Linked DNA regions of Rattus norvegicus: region 1 is linked to region 2. A link is a contact called in public Hi-C data. All regions are on one chromosome and are shown on one strand. Each heading gives the region's core, a stretch centred on a gene start, on an enhancer-like site or on the middle of the called end of the contact. The rest is flanking DNA. Distances are from core to core; before and after follow the strand shown.

The links. Hi-C and Micro-C count contacts between places; a contact is called where the count stands out from the background.
Region 1: a contact with region 2 is called in a Hi-C map of liver, with 2.4 times the contacts expected there. The contact joins the promoter of Aff1 here to the enhancer-like site in region 2. A contact is called at or near these places in 11 of 12 Hi-C or Micro-C datasets (the A7r5 cell line, the Rat2 cell line, Schwann cells and 6 more) and 1 of 1 datasets of contacts at active chromatin or transcription factors (oligodendrocytes).

The regions. Positions count from the first base shown.
Region 1 is chr14:6,265,544-6,273,309 of GRCr8, forward strand. Aff1 (ALF transcription elongation factor 1) reads right to left here and starts at 3,070. Exons shown (of 20, transcript NM_001107206.1): 1 at 2,895-3,070. The coding sequence starts at 2,938.
Region 2 is chr14:6,202,607-6,209,505 of GRCr8, forward strand. Aff1 (ALF transcription elongation factor 1) reads right to left here. Exons shown (of 20, transcript NM_001107206.1): 4 at 5,401-5,445; 5 at 2,380-2,466; 6 at 959-995. Among named protein-coding and RNA genes, the nearest start is that of Aff1, 63 kb to the right of the region's middle. Within about 2 kb of position 2,890, at least 7 of the 93 cell types and tissues checked have an H3K27ac peak or open chromatin away from gene starts, as enhancers often do. A contact at or near this core is called in liver, where this site is marked.

The DNA.
Region 1 (7,766 bases), core at 1,820-4,319, 63 kb after region 2:
CGGGGCAGTGGCGGCAGCAGCACAACCACCACCACCACCACCACCACCACCACCACCACCACCACCACCACCACCACCACCAAAGCACAACGACTTTCAGGATTTGGGAGGGGAGAGGGAGGGCTATATAATCTTAGTTTTAAAGCAGCTACTGAGCCCATAAACACTTAGCACTCTCATTCACAACTGATATGGGAATACCAGAAGCTGACAGCATCCTGCCTTGAGCCACATAGAGAAGCGAATGCAGCTGAGCTCATTCAAGTCCGCTTTAAATCAGGACCTGTTGGGCTGGAGAGATGGCTCAGCGGTTAAGAGCACTGACTGCTCTCCCAGAGGTCATGAGTTCAATTCCCAGCAACCACATGGTGGCTCACAACCATCTGTAATGAGATCTGGTGCCCTCTTCTGGCCTGCAGTCACATAAGCAGACAGAATGCTGTACATAAAAATAAATGAATAAATCTTTAAAAAAAAAAAAAAAAAAAAAAAAAAAAGGACCTGTTCCTGATTCACTTCCACTCCTGCAAGACCCCCGTCTAAATTCCCACCTCCAAATATGTCTATGCACAATGAAACTACTTGGGGTAGGTTTGGTGGAGTTTCTCCCCCCCTCCCTTTTTTTTTAAAATTGTGTATACTTTGGCCTGTATGTATCCTAACTGCCTGCCTGAGGTCCATGGAGGCCAGAAGGGTCTCTAGATCTCCTGTAACTGGAGTTACAGATGGTTGTAAGCTGCATGTAGGTGCTGGGAACAGAACTCCAGTCCTCTCTAAGAGCAGGAAGTGCTCTTAACTACTATGGTTAAACAGTGAGCTGTGAAGAATCTCTAAGTCCACTGAGCCTGACCATCCAAGTTCACTGTCATGACAGTAAATCTTCAATCCACTACAAGACACATGCTAGTGGTTTTAGTATCACAAAGAATGCTTCCATTTCTCTTAGCACTTTTCAAGAAACTTGGCCTGACTTTGGGGGCGTCCTGAAATCCAAAAATATCTTCAGTCCTTCTCCATACATTCAATTCAAATCTCAAAGGGTTGTCTACTCTACCACACAGCACACTATGCCTTCACAAGCTCGGAGCACACTTGAGGCAAAACCGAAGGGATGTTTACAACATGGTATGTACTCTCCACACGCAGGCTAAGAAAACAACCAACCATGATGCTCTGTGGTTTTTGTTTCTAGTGCCAGAGCATGTGACCAGGCCAGGTAAAGGACGCCGGAGTCTTGGCTGATGTGTTGAGCAGCCACATTGATGCCTGAGATTAAAGATGCTGCACCGAGCAGACTGCAGAGATCGCTTTCTGGCTCTTACTCTGAGGTTTTGCAGCTGCTGGAGCAGAAGCAACAGTAAGCAGGAAGTGCTACATTGTAGCGGCTATGCAGTCCGTCTGGGGTCAGGCATGTTGCACCTGTGTGACCTGGTTAGGCCTCAGTTTCCTTAACTGCCAAGTGCAAATAATAAAGCACTTGCCTGTCTTATTTAGGTGAGCGAAGAGGCAATCTAATCACAGCAGCTTACCGCTGTGTCTAGCAGACACAGGTCCCAATTTATCGTTCATCTCATTTTACCTCTGACATTAGTTTAAGGGCTCAGGAATGGGAACAATAGAACTAAGGTGCAAATCACCACGCTCTGCCGGCTTCAACGATTTTATGGAGGTTCGTTAATCTCAAGTTGTTTGCCACGGGATCCTGGGGCAGTGCGATTCTTAGGGGCACTCTGGGGGTAATATATTTAATACAAGTAAATTACACAATACAAAGGAAACAAATGATCTAGAAGAGTCTTTACTAAAATGCATTACTGACAAAGTAGCGAAAATAGTTTGGGGGGTGTTGAGACAGAGTTTCTCTGTGTAACAGCTCTGGCTGTCCTGCAACTCTCCTTGTAGATCAGGCTTTCCCCAGAACTCATGGGGATCCTCCTGCCTCTGCCTTCTGAGTGCTGGGATTAAAGGCGAGTTCTGGGATTAAAGGCGTGGGCAACCATATCCTGCTAAAATAGCATATTTTTATTACTAGCCAAGGAAGACAAACGGCTCCTTAATTTGAAGCGATGGGAAACGTTAGGGATTGAAGGCATTGCAGTCACTGTGATGTTACGAAAATCTACAGGTTCTGTTTATGCTAAAAGCTAAACGTTACTTTTTGGTTAGCATTTAGCAAAAGGTTTTATAAAGATGCAACTTCTGTTCCCCATTCCTTTGTTCCCTTAGGAACCCCTTCCTTCCAACACCCAATAAAATGGAGACACCATTAAGCCAGTTTGAAAGGATTAAACTTGTTTTTAAAGTAAAACGCACTTAGGGGGTTTTCTATTTAGAGAAGTTCCTTCCTAGAAAGTTTTATCTCTTAGAAAAATTCAAGTTATATCTACTCAGTCTCTAACGTTTACAAATCTACTGCCCTCCATGATCTTCAGACCTAAAATTAGTTCAGCTCAGCGTCCAGATAGGTCACCAAATCACTATCCCGAATCAAGTATTAGACTAAAGAGCCTTTCCATAATTGTAAACCTGTCAGCAGCCACACTGCCTTCTGGCGAAAGAAAGTTTTGAAAAGATACGGCGGCCCCGTTTTCCCTGACTACCAACAGCTGTAGAGACCAAAGCCGGATGAAACCCAACACCCTGAATCTTGGGGCAATCACCGGTGCGCGGTCAAATTTTAAGGTTCCTTCTTAAACCTGCAAACCCCAGAGAAGGCAGGACTCGGCCCTTGCTGTACAGGGCGCTCCCCTGACAGCAACTGCGGGTCATTAGCCAGACTCCCCTTCACCAACCCGTCGCATTCCGGCCTTTGCCTACTCAGCAGATTCACTCCGACTGTGCCGTTTTATGTGGAATCGTACATTCTAGCAGGGAAAAAAATCTTCATTGCTCACCAGGCAAATTTCCCTCTCTCTCCAGGGCGAATTTTAGTTTCCATTAAGTGCGCTTCCAAACTTCTGACGACGCCAAATGGCCAACTAGGAGAGCCGGATGAGAGTGCACAGGGCACGCCAATGAAAATCCAGGCTCCGGCAGACCCGAGAAACCAACTTCACTTCCCGAAAATAACAGTTCTTCGGGTCAGAAACGGGATCTTTAACCTCAACTTTCCGGGCGGTCCCTTTGCACCCGGTGCAGACACTGTTTTCTGCCCGACACTCCGGGGATGAGATAGCAGCGATCCAGCGGCTTCCTGCGGTCCCCGCCCCCCGACGTCTCCTCACTCCCACCCGCGCCGCCCCTGCCCCGGCCCCGTGGCCACTCTCGGGTCCCTGACGCCCCCTGCGCAAGCCTCACCTGGAGTGGGCTGCCATGGCTCGGCTCACACTGCCTGGCGTCCCAAGTCCATCAGCGCGCTCGCCCCGCGGGCTCCCACCACCAGCTCTGGGTTCAGCATCGGCCCCAGCCGTCGGCGATACTGCCGGGCAGACGCAGCGCTCTCTGCCGCCGCGTCCTCAGCTCTGCGTCCTCAGCACCGCCTCCGCCCCCCCCCCCCCCCGAGCCTCAGCTCGCGCCGAGCCTGACGGACATCCGGGCACCGGGGGCCGCCGGGCGAGCCGCACCTCCCTAGAGCCCGGGGAGCAGCGCTCCCCGTCGCCCTGGGGCACTCTCGGGTCACCAGAGACCGAGCGGTGCGTGGGCGCCACCCGCGGCGGGGTCCCCACTCCCGGTTCGCCCGCACTTCGAGGGCGATGAGCGCGGCGCTCGGCTCCCCTCGAGTGCTCGAGCTTGCCGGGACCCCCCCGCGGGCTCCGCGGTGGTACGGCCCGCCTCCTTTTAAGGGCAGCGCGCTTGGCCGCCACTACCTCCGGCTCCGCCGGGTGGAAACGCGCGCTGCAGAGACCCCAGAGCTCGGGCTGGGACCTCGGGGTCCCGCTGCCGTGGGGGTGTGCCGGGAGTGGGAGCACTCGATCACGGCCCTCGCTGCTTCTGGCCGCCCCCGCGGGGCTTGCCCTCGGAAACATCGGAGATCCGCAAGCAACCCTTCTTCAACTTTGCTTTCAGTTTTGAAAGTGCCCAGAAACAAGTGTTTATACAACGACTTCCCTCTTGGGGCAATATGCGGATTACACAGAAGACAGCCATTCAGGGAAGTCCGCTAATAAATTAAAAGAATTGCTTCCCTCCCCAAACAAAAACCATGATGCAAACCAACGTAAACGCTCGAAAGCACAATCGAAAATTGCGTCAACTCAGACACAGGAAAGACACCAGGCTTTGCCTGGGAAGCGGCTAGAACGACGGTGGGCCGAAAGGCAGGGAGAAGACTTAACTTGGGCATTCAGGACCAGCCTGCTGATGAAAGGACACTTCCTTGGTGCGCTCCGGGTTCGACCAGGGACTCACCGCATTATATTGTTCATGTAACTGATAGCCCAGTTCCTAAAGACTGCAAGGTTCCGCACTAACTGCAATGTAAGGTCTCCAGACTCCTGGGAGGGCCTCTCAGAGGTTAGAACCACTTACATAAGAACACAAGACAATGCTTGTCTTTCACTCCGCTGGCTTTAGCTCTACTGGTGGAGAACGACTGACGCCTTCACAGGAATGAAGGCTGTGGTAGCAAGTGAGGCTACTTGCCAGCCACCGCTCTCTTCGCCACGTACATTAGTAGTTTGGGGAACTCGTGTACTTTAGGAATGCCCTTGATGAGGTAACTAGTCCTTTGAATCTTGACTCTGAAGTACGGGTCTTTTTTTTTTCCCCTGTCTCTCCCTTCCTCCCCCTCCCCCCTCCTCCTATTCTTCCTCCCCCTCCTCCTCTTTCTGACAAAACAGAAAGTGCACAGAAAGCCCTGTTCTGAGCTCAGAAGCACAGCAGCGGCCCTGAGGCTGATCCCGTGTGAAAGTGACTGGAGAGAGAAACCAACCAGAACTAGTTGTTTCTTCGTGGACCATGTCTCCTTGAGATAACAATTCACAGGTTTTCTGACTTGGGCATCCGGCAAGTCTCTCTTCTAGGAAAACAACTTTCAGTGTTTATTGCAAAGATAAGGTTTTACCTTCTAAGCATTTGGGGAAGCTTGCCACAGGTGAGGCAGTCTCCTAAACTGTCGGAGCACCATGACAACAGAGAAAGAGATTCACAGCACCTGCTAGACTTAAAGAGCAATAGGTTCCAAAATCATGCCTGAGGGACTGGAGAGAGGGCTCATCTGCTCTTCCAGAGGACCCAGGTTCAATCTCTCTCTTAGCATCCATGTTGTAGCCCTTAGGTGTCCTTAACTCCAGTTCCAAGGGATCAGAAACCTTCGTCCTCTGTTTGCAGGAATCAGGCACACACGTGGCATACAGGTATACATGCACACAGACCACTCATACACATAAAAATAAGTAAATCAGCATTTAGAAACCCTCCATGAGTAGGTGAGAGATCCTCTTGAGAGTTTGAGAACGATGCTATAAAAATAACTTCCTGGAAGGAGAGACTCACACCAATAATTTTACCCAGCTGCCTTGGAGGCTGACGCGGGAGGATCAAAATCTCAAGACTTTCTTGGACTGTATAGAGATAGTTCATGAAATAAAACAGGACAGGTTGTGGTGGTATAGGCCTTTAACTTCAGCATTCAGGAAGGCAGATCTAATTCCAGTATAGTCAGGGCTACACAAAGAAACCCTGTCTCAAACACCAAACAAACAAACTTAAAGACATACAAAATGATACACATAATTCTATGGAAACACTAAACCATTTTCTAAGGGACGTATGATGTCATTCATTCAAAATCTGCTATAAATGGCATTAGTATTATACTTAGGAGAAAGGCCCATCTGAAGAAAACCAGCATCTCACACCTTTCTTCTGCATGCATAGTCCTGTTTCAACCCTGTACAGATTTATTATAAAATAAAAATCACTAAAAATTTATCGAGATGTGGATGGCAAAAATAGGTTGGACACAGTCACATATACCTTTAACCCAGCACTCAGGAAGCAGAGGCAGGCAGAGCTCCATGTTCCAGACCAGCCAGCATTACATATGAGAATCTATCTAATAAAACATTTTTTTAAATTTATTTTCAGGTTGCGTATGGCTTGGCAGAGCCTTCCTAGCTACACCAGGGCATCGTTTGTCTGACCCTCACGCCGCAAAATAAATAAACAAGTGACTACACTCTCATCTCTCAACAGAGAATTGTTGAGACAATTTAAATATAAAATGACAAGAAAAATACAGCAAATATCTACATGGAAATGGAATAGGATTTGAATTAGACCTTATAAGAGTCCCTGAATGCTAAGTAGTTTGTAATGTAAGTCAGAATACTCCAAAAATCTCACTAATAATCTACTCATACTAGGAGAAGTCCAGGAGACTCTGCCCCAGAGGATGCTGGGAGTAAATTACCGAGAGGCCAGAATGGCACTTGGTACCACGTACTCTACAATCTCCATGTACAGGACCCAAGGTTTAGTTCAGCAATAAAAGTAAACAAAGCCCACTTGAGAGGCTTAGACCATACAAAATCCTTGGAAGCCATACCTTGGTGAGGCTCAGTTTCCCTGATATTTGTCTCGGGAGCACCTAAGATCAAGCCTGCTGAAGTCTAGCTGCAGAAATGACGTACACCTTTAGTTCCAGCACACAGGCAGAGGCAGAGGAAAGTGGGTCACTTTGAGGCCTGGTCTATGTGGCAAGTTCTAAGCCAGCCAAAAACTACGTAGAAGACTATCCCAATTAATAATTGATTCATTAAAAGGTTTAAATGTAGAGTTGCCTTATTATCCAGCAGATGTTCTCTTAATGAGAGAAAGCTACTGTGGGACAACACAGCACAAATCACCCACACAACAGAAGAACAACTTTCCATTTCTACCTTACTCCCACGGAGCCCGGGGTGCTCAAGTTAGCAGAGAGGGCAGGTTTTACAAGGTGAGTGGGTAATCATTGTACCTCCTGAATGCTGGTAAGACCTTTTCATTAGCTTTTTAAATTAATGAGCTTTAAAAGTAACTCTCTCCTGTGCACGTAATGCTAACAACACACAGTAGATGTGATTCAAGCCCACAGCATGTGTGTGTCAGGCAGGATTTCAAGCCGTAGCCCTGCTAGATAGTTCTTAAATAGAATCACCAACTCAACTGAGTTTGTCCGAGATAAGCGATAGTTAAGTCGTCATTCACTGACGCAAGAGGATCGGCAGTTTAATGCCGTACTGGACAGCACAGCCAGTTGGAAGGACCTAGACTATAAGAGACCCTGTCCCAAGAAGCTAGGAGAGAAAGAGAACAACAGAGTGGAGAGATAAGGAGAAAGGTGGGAGGAGATGGGAAGAGAAGAGGAGAGAAGGACCGGGAAATCAGAACCCTGAGGGAAACACTCCACTATTTATTTGATAAACACACAGATAGACTTTCAGATGCATATTTAAAACACTCCAGGGGGGGGGGGTTGGGGATTTAGCTCAGTGGTAGAGCGCTTGCCTAGCAAGCACAAGGCCCTGGGTTCAGTCCCCAGCTCCCCAGCTCCGGAAAAAAAAAAAGAACCAAAAAAAAAAAAAAAAAAAACACTCCAGGGGTTGGGGATTTAGCTCAGTGGTAGAGCGCTTGCCTAGGAAGCGCAAGGCCCTGGGTTCGGTCCCCAGCTCTGAAAAAAAAGAACCAAAAAAAATCGTTAAAACACTCCAAACACTTGCTTTGTAGACGAGAATGGCCTAGAGTTTGCACTAATCTTCCTCTGGTCCTGGCCTATACCACCACACCCCATAGTCAATATTATATATATAATTTTTAAGCAGGTTGCCTTATTCACTCTAGAATAA
Region 2 (6,899 bases), core at 1,640-4,139:
TTTGCAATGGCTGGATCAGAGAGACCGTGTGGGGTTCTACCAGAGTGAAGACCTTCAGGAAGGAGAACCCATGAGGAGAGGTGGAGGGGTCAAGCCCTGGGTCTGTCCCAGGTGAGGTTGGGTGTACAGTGTGCAGTGGCCAGCAGGAACACCGGTGAGAGCCTAGCTCACAAAACCGGATCCAGGATAGAAAGTTCAGGGAAACAGCAGAGTGCTGCAGAGAGACTCATCCCTGAGGACTGCCCTGATGTACCCTAAAGGCGACCGAAAGTAAGGCAGTGTGCCAGCCGGGAAGCAACTGATTTGTCTGGACACAGGGTCCAGGGGACCAATGTTGGGTGAGCTACTCTTAAACCCTTCTGTGCTTGCAGCTACCCACTTGCTCCTCATGGTGGCAGCAGCTCTCACACTTTCAAATTGTTGTCCTGTGGCCTAGACATCTAGAGGCGGATCTGAGTTAGAGCCCAGCCTAGTCTGCAAAGTGAGTTCTAGGACAGCCAGGGCTACACAGAAAAGCCTTGTCTTGAAAAACAAGAAACAAGGGATGGAGAGACTAATTGGTTAGGAACACTGCTCTTCCAGAGGTCCTGAGTTCAATCCCCAGCACCCGCATGGTGGCTCACATCCATCTGTAATGGTATCCAATGCTCTCTTCTGGTGTGTGTGTGTGAAGACAGCTACAGTGTACTTGTACACATAAAATAAATAAATCTGAGAAACAAACGAACAAAAACTTTAAAAATGTTGCGTGTAATATTAACTAGTATTTGTTTAGAATTTAACGAAAACAGCTCACTTCATATTAAACCTACAGAGTGGCTCAGGGCTTTGTTCTGTTTCGTTCCTGTGGGCATTTGCTATGTGTGTATCATTACCAAGTCTGTTAACAATTATTAAAAGCAAAAGCAAAACACATCTCTCTTCTGTAAGGCGATACAAACTGTAGGCATTCACTTACTTTGGCTTTGGGTTGCAGAACTGATGTGCAGAGGATCCTAGGAAGAAAAGTTCACTGTTACAGCAGCACCGTGCAGACTTTATAGCAAACGACAGTTGCCTAAAACTCAAATGTAGAGAAAAGTGTACCAATAGTGACTGGGACAATCGGTCTATTCACCGCCTGCCTACACTTACATGTCACCACATGACAAAAACTGCCCGCCTCCCTCCTACATGCCACTGTGTGTGTGCCACAAACCGCCCGGGCCTCCAGTCAATCGCCAGTCACACTGAACAGAGGAGACAGACGCTGACCAATCTGATCTCTGCGTGGAATCACTTTCCTTGCTTCCAGGCTTTCTGAGAATTTACTTTTTCCTTTGGGTTTGGACAGTTGTTTTTGCATGGCTTAAGGCTTTATTTGAAAGCCATTATTAATGGATCTTCTTTGTTTAAAAGTATTGTTATTAAATACTTTGTTATATAATGTTAAATACTTTGTTATAGATTGTTAAATAATAATAATACTTTGTTTAAAAGTATTGTTATTATCGTTTAAAAGTATTAAATACGGGGATACGGGGTTTGTAGGTAGAGTGCCTGAAAACAAGGACCATAGAAAGGGTTCTTAGAAATCTGAATGCGTGCCCATCCAGCCAGACAGGCCCCAGTGCTCAGGATACTTTCTGAACGTGTGCAGTGGGAACTGAGAGCCGGCTCATGATTGGGAGGGGTGTTGGCTCTCCCACAGATCAGAGTTTGATTCCCAGCACCAACAGGATGGTTCGCAATCATCTAATACACCAGTACCGGGGGAGCCATCAGCCTCTTCTGATCTCTGTGGGCACACGAAGTCATGCATGCAGGCAAAAAACCCAGACTCAGAAAATAAAACAGAAAAATATATTTTAAAGTATAAGCCAAAAAGAAAAGGACGGCTGTCTCCATACGCCACTGAAAACATGTCCATAGCCTGTTTGGTTGTTTTGGAAACCAACATTAGTGTTAGCTGTTCACTTCCAAAAAAAAAAAAAAAAAAAAAAAAAAATTGAGGAAGTATGAGATAAGCAAGGTTTGTATGTGTCTAGAACCCAAACTCTAGTCAGTCTATCTCGCTTTGTTTCCCTCTCCCTATATTCTCTAGGGGATAGGCCGTCAAAACAGAAACTGGATTAAGACGTTCTGAATGCTGCAAGATGTATATAAAGCCCTATACGATTCTAGGACATTCTTACCAACATGAGAAGGAGAATAACGTATCTAAGAGCCTTGAAGTACCGTAAAAGCCAAACTGTGACCTTTAGCCCAGTCTCCAAAGATCCCAGCCATCAACGATCAGAGCAACACCCTGTATTCTCACGGTGGAGGAGACGGCACCAGCGGTACACCCGGCACTCCCTCTGCTCCAGATATCGTGCCTGTCGTGATTTATGGAATTACCTTTGTAGGGAAAGGAAATCTGGACGGCTCGGCTGTACTGGGTGTGTGTATGGCAGTCAGAGGAGACGGCCACGAGTGGGTCATTTCCTAGAAAGAGGTTTGGAAAAGGGAGAGAAGGCAAATGTAAGTGGAACATCGGGTTAGTTTTGAACTTACAACCTCGAAGTGGACTTGGAGATCCAAAAAAAAAAAAAAAAAAAACCACCTCACAGGCTCTTATTCCATTTGCTTTCGGAGCAATGCTTGTACCAGGCTACACTGGAAGCTGAACTTACAAAACTGACAAAGACCAGCTTAAGGGCAGTGGAGCAGAAACTGAACGGGCCCAGCATGGACGGCCATCACAGTGCACAAGAGCTCAGCAGGTGCCAGCAGGGCTCGGGCAGCCCTGGGCAGCCCTGGGCACCGAAGCAGCAGGCAGTGAGGGGAAGGCTGAGCCGGGAAGGGCCCCGGTTCAGCACATTCTGCCCCTAGCTTCTCCACTGAGCTTCCGGGAATTATTGAAGTTCAAAGGAAGAACTTTCCTGCTGGACTTAAACAAACAAGTCATTGAGGCCACTTGCTCCGCTCGGGAGGGTTCTAATAGATTTGACCCTTCCCTGGCAACACCTTCAGCGGGCTTCAGAAGCGGGACATTTACTTTCCCTAGCTAAACTTTAATCGTGACTCCCTATTTCCTCGGTTAAAGGCTACAAATTAATATGTTTCTCAGCACAATCGGGGAATTTACGTTGCTTTGCTTAAACACTTGAGGGGAGACAGGTATTGTTGATTAAGCACATAATCACAAACGTGCACATAAGTGTGTATACACACGTGCACACAAACACTTCTGGAAGAGAGCAAAAATGTTAGATAAGAATTTCACAAACGAAGAAACTTACTTTTGACAAATTTAAAATTAAAAAAAGAAAAGAAAAAAAAAAAGACCTAAATGACTAGCCTAAGCCCTGCAGGAAGCCAAGGCAATGAGGTCACGTGATCACAGTTAGCTGCAAAAGGACCTTAACAATCCCTGCGACTCTGTCCCCAGAGGCAGACCCTAGTCTCACTGCATGGCCTCCTCCCCCCTAGCACCCCATGCTCAAGGTGCCGCTTGGCTTCCCTTCAGTGATGTCATCCCAGCTCCCCGGTAACCCAAGGTGGCACATGTGGGGAGTGCACACGTGCAGTGCCTCGCTGGCCCTTCCTACTGCCCCTGTGAGCGGCCACAGCCACAGGCGAGAATGTTGGCCAGCATTGACTGAGCTCTTAGAGAGCTCTTAACCACCGAGCTGTCTCCTCAGCCCCTGGCGTGGGACCTGAATACTTCCTATTAAGAGTGTACTCCTGCCTCATCTTCTGCAGACCATCTGCTTTGCCCTAACTGGATCAATGTCAGCCAGGAAGAGTGGCCTGAATCCTGGGCTGCAGACATCACTAACTCTGACCGCTTATTCGGTGGGAATTATTTTGGTAAGTGAGTGGATACCTGAAGGCAAAAATACACCGAGTAGAAACTTAGAGGGAGGGGGTGATTTTTTGAAAGGCCGGGTGTGTAGCAACTCAGGTGTTGAGATTTGAGAATGCAACCCCAACCTCAGAAGCTGCACCACATTCAACTGAAACAGAGTTCCAGGCACTTCTTCGATCAGACGGCAGTGAGCTCTTTGCTGTACTTCTAAGTGTGGAAGTCGACGAAGAGCTTGAAACATCATCCGAATGTTTCCCGATAACTTATTACAATTGTGATATTTGTGACTTTTAACTACCAATCAGTTCTAACATCACCTGAGGCCTGAGAAAGCTGGCAGCTGAGAGGTACAGTAACTCTTGTGGACTCTAGGCCGTCTGTGGTAGTCCGGAAGAACGTCCACTCTTCCCAAAACGCCTTAGGCATTACATTAGGGAAACTGGAGCTTTAGTGAAACTCACAATGGAGAGTGTAACCAATATTCCTGTCTACTGGCTGCAAATAGCAGCACTGCTTAGTATCTTTGCAGTGAAGGTGGGGGGTATCAGAGTCAAATTTGGGGCAAATATGTATTTTAGAGAAAAAATAATGAACAGTAGAGATTAAAATCCACAGATCTAGAACTTAAAAGAACCAAACGTTACAATAAAAGATACAAGAGTATTATTAAGACCAACAGAAGCAAATCATAAGTCATAGAGGAAATAAGAAACACAGAGGAAACCCCCCCCAGGTTATTACAACTGCTGAACACAAGCAAGAAATTAATCTTGAAATTCCTAGGAATCAAAGAAAAGAATGGGTCATGTGACAGTTTGTGCAGTTTCCTCTGACTTGAGGGAAGAAAGCTCATAGTTCAAGAATCTACTAAGGTTAATTTTGTTTTGTTGTTTTTTAAAGGAATACATCATTCCAGTGCAAGAAAACCAGAGCAAGTGGGTAATGTATGTGTGGGCACAGGTGGGTAAGGTGTGTGACAATACACTTACAGGAGGCAATGCACACAGTGATACATTTATAGCAACAAGGTGCTCGCACGACCCAAATAAACAAGCAAACAAAAACAACCCAACGTGGAAGTCTGAATATGACCCTCCATTTCCGTGTGTGCATGCGTGCCTGTGCGTCACAGGATCTCACTGAGTGTCCATGGCTGACCTGAGTCACACAGATCACCTTCCCGCTTCTGCAGTGGAGTTCTAGACTAAAGCATCCACCATCACACTAGCGTCCACTCATTTCAAGTTTCAAGATCTCAAGAAAGAGGTCGTATGTACCAGGTTTCACTGCATAAAAAGCTAGACCATGGACACAGGGCTATTTAATGCTGTGCCCGTAAAAGGTGTTTCTTCTCTGGGAGATGAGCACAGCCCTCAGTCTTTATGGGAAAGCAGAACTTGAGGATTTCAAAAAACACTGCTCTAAATTCTTGTTGTTTGTAAACTTCATCTCAGCGAGTAAAATCTGCTAGAGCGCTGGACCGGCACTGCTCACTAGAGTGGACTCACGTGGGTGTGCATCTGAGGGGTACGGTGCTTCTTCAAACGATACAGTAATTATCAACTCACCTTCAGAATCTCTTCAACACAGTGGACTTCATTGGAGTACGGCTGCTGCAAAGGAAGCAAGAGAGAGCTCGATTTAAAAACCTCGACAGCGCTGGGAACTGATGACAGTGGTGGGTTGGCTTCAGGACCCACCCTTTACTACTGGAACAATAGCAACTGCCCTGAGGAGGAAGGCACCATCAACTTCATCCTAGGGAAGAGCTGGAAGCTGGAGGCACCCCCTCTGTCTGTATTCATGTGCGTGTACGTGTGCATGTGTGTGCATGTGTGTGACATCTATGTAGGTACTCCCAGAGAAGCCAGCAAAGGAGGCTGTCACAATCCCTGGAACTGGAGTTACACACTAGGCTGTAAGCTGCATGGCAGGGTGTTATGAATCAAACCCGGGTCCTCTGGAAGAGTAGTATGAACTCATAAATGCTAAGCCATCTCTCCAGCCCCCAAATATTTGCTTAAAACTAAAACTGAGCCCTACCTCACTTCCACTGTAATATTTACTTTCTAAAAGCACATGAGTGAACACGGACACGAATGTGTGCACACACCCACGTGCACAAGCCTTTATGTGCATAAAGGACAGCACAGGGAGTGATGAGATGGGAGAGACCTGGAGCCAAGACTGACTCCCTTTGCCTCCACCTCTTCTCTAGCTAAACAGAAAGCATCAGATGCGGGTTACTGCAAAAACTCCAGTTTATAGTCTGCATGTACTTTTAAACACAAAGAAAAACAAAAGGGCTAAATCCAAAACAGTTTTCCTACATCAGAAACCTGGAACGCAGCCCACAAATCTATCGTTTTCAGTGGAACAGCCCCTTCTGTGTCAATCCTGAGCCGTTGTACACACAAGCACCACGCACCCTGCGCCCTTCATCTCTCTGCTGCCACGGTGACCCAGAAGGTGATGCCTCGGACAGAACAGCACCCCACAGACAGCAGGCAGGTATAGAGTAGCCTTTCCTCAGCTTACAACTGCAGAGTGTCCCATCCTGTAGCATTGGATGCTGATTCACAACCGAGGGTTTATTAGCCACCATTTTGTCTCCTTCCAACTTAGGAAGGATCGAAAGAAGACAGTACAGCCAGGTCGAAATACAAACGCAAAGTGAGCTGTATGTGCTCACCAAGTACCGAAGTGACCTGTGGACATTGTTGGAGCTTCTGATTTATGAGACATGGACAGGAAGTTCTGGGGTACAAGGCATGAGGGTTGAGGTCATTCCTACTCCACAGCATCTGTCGACTCCCTCCTCAGACATTCGACATGCCAAACTAGCTTTTAGTTTCCAAACTCCATGAAAAGATGTCAAAAAACCTGGACCAAATGCTAGTGCCACATTCTTAGCATAAATGTCAGAAACAAAAGGGGAAAAGAAAAAGAAGAAAAAAAAGAAAGGCTGTTTTCACCTGGGCATAAAATATGAATATACACTAGTCTCAGTGATTGATACCCATTCTTAGAGAAAAGTCACCATCAGTAGTGCACTTGAATCAACACA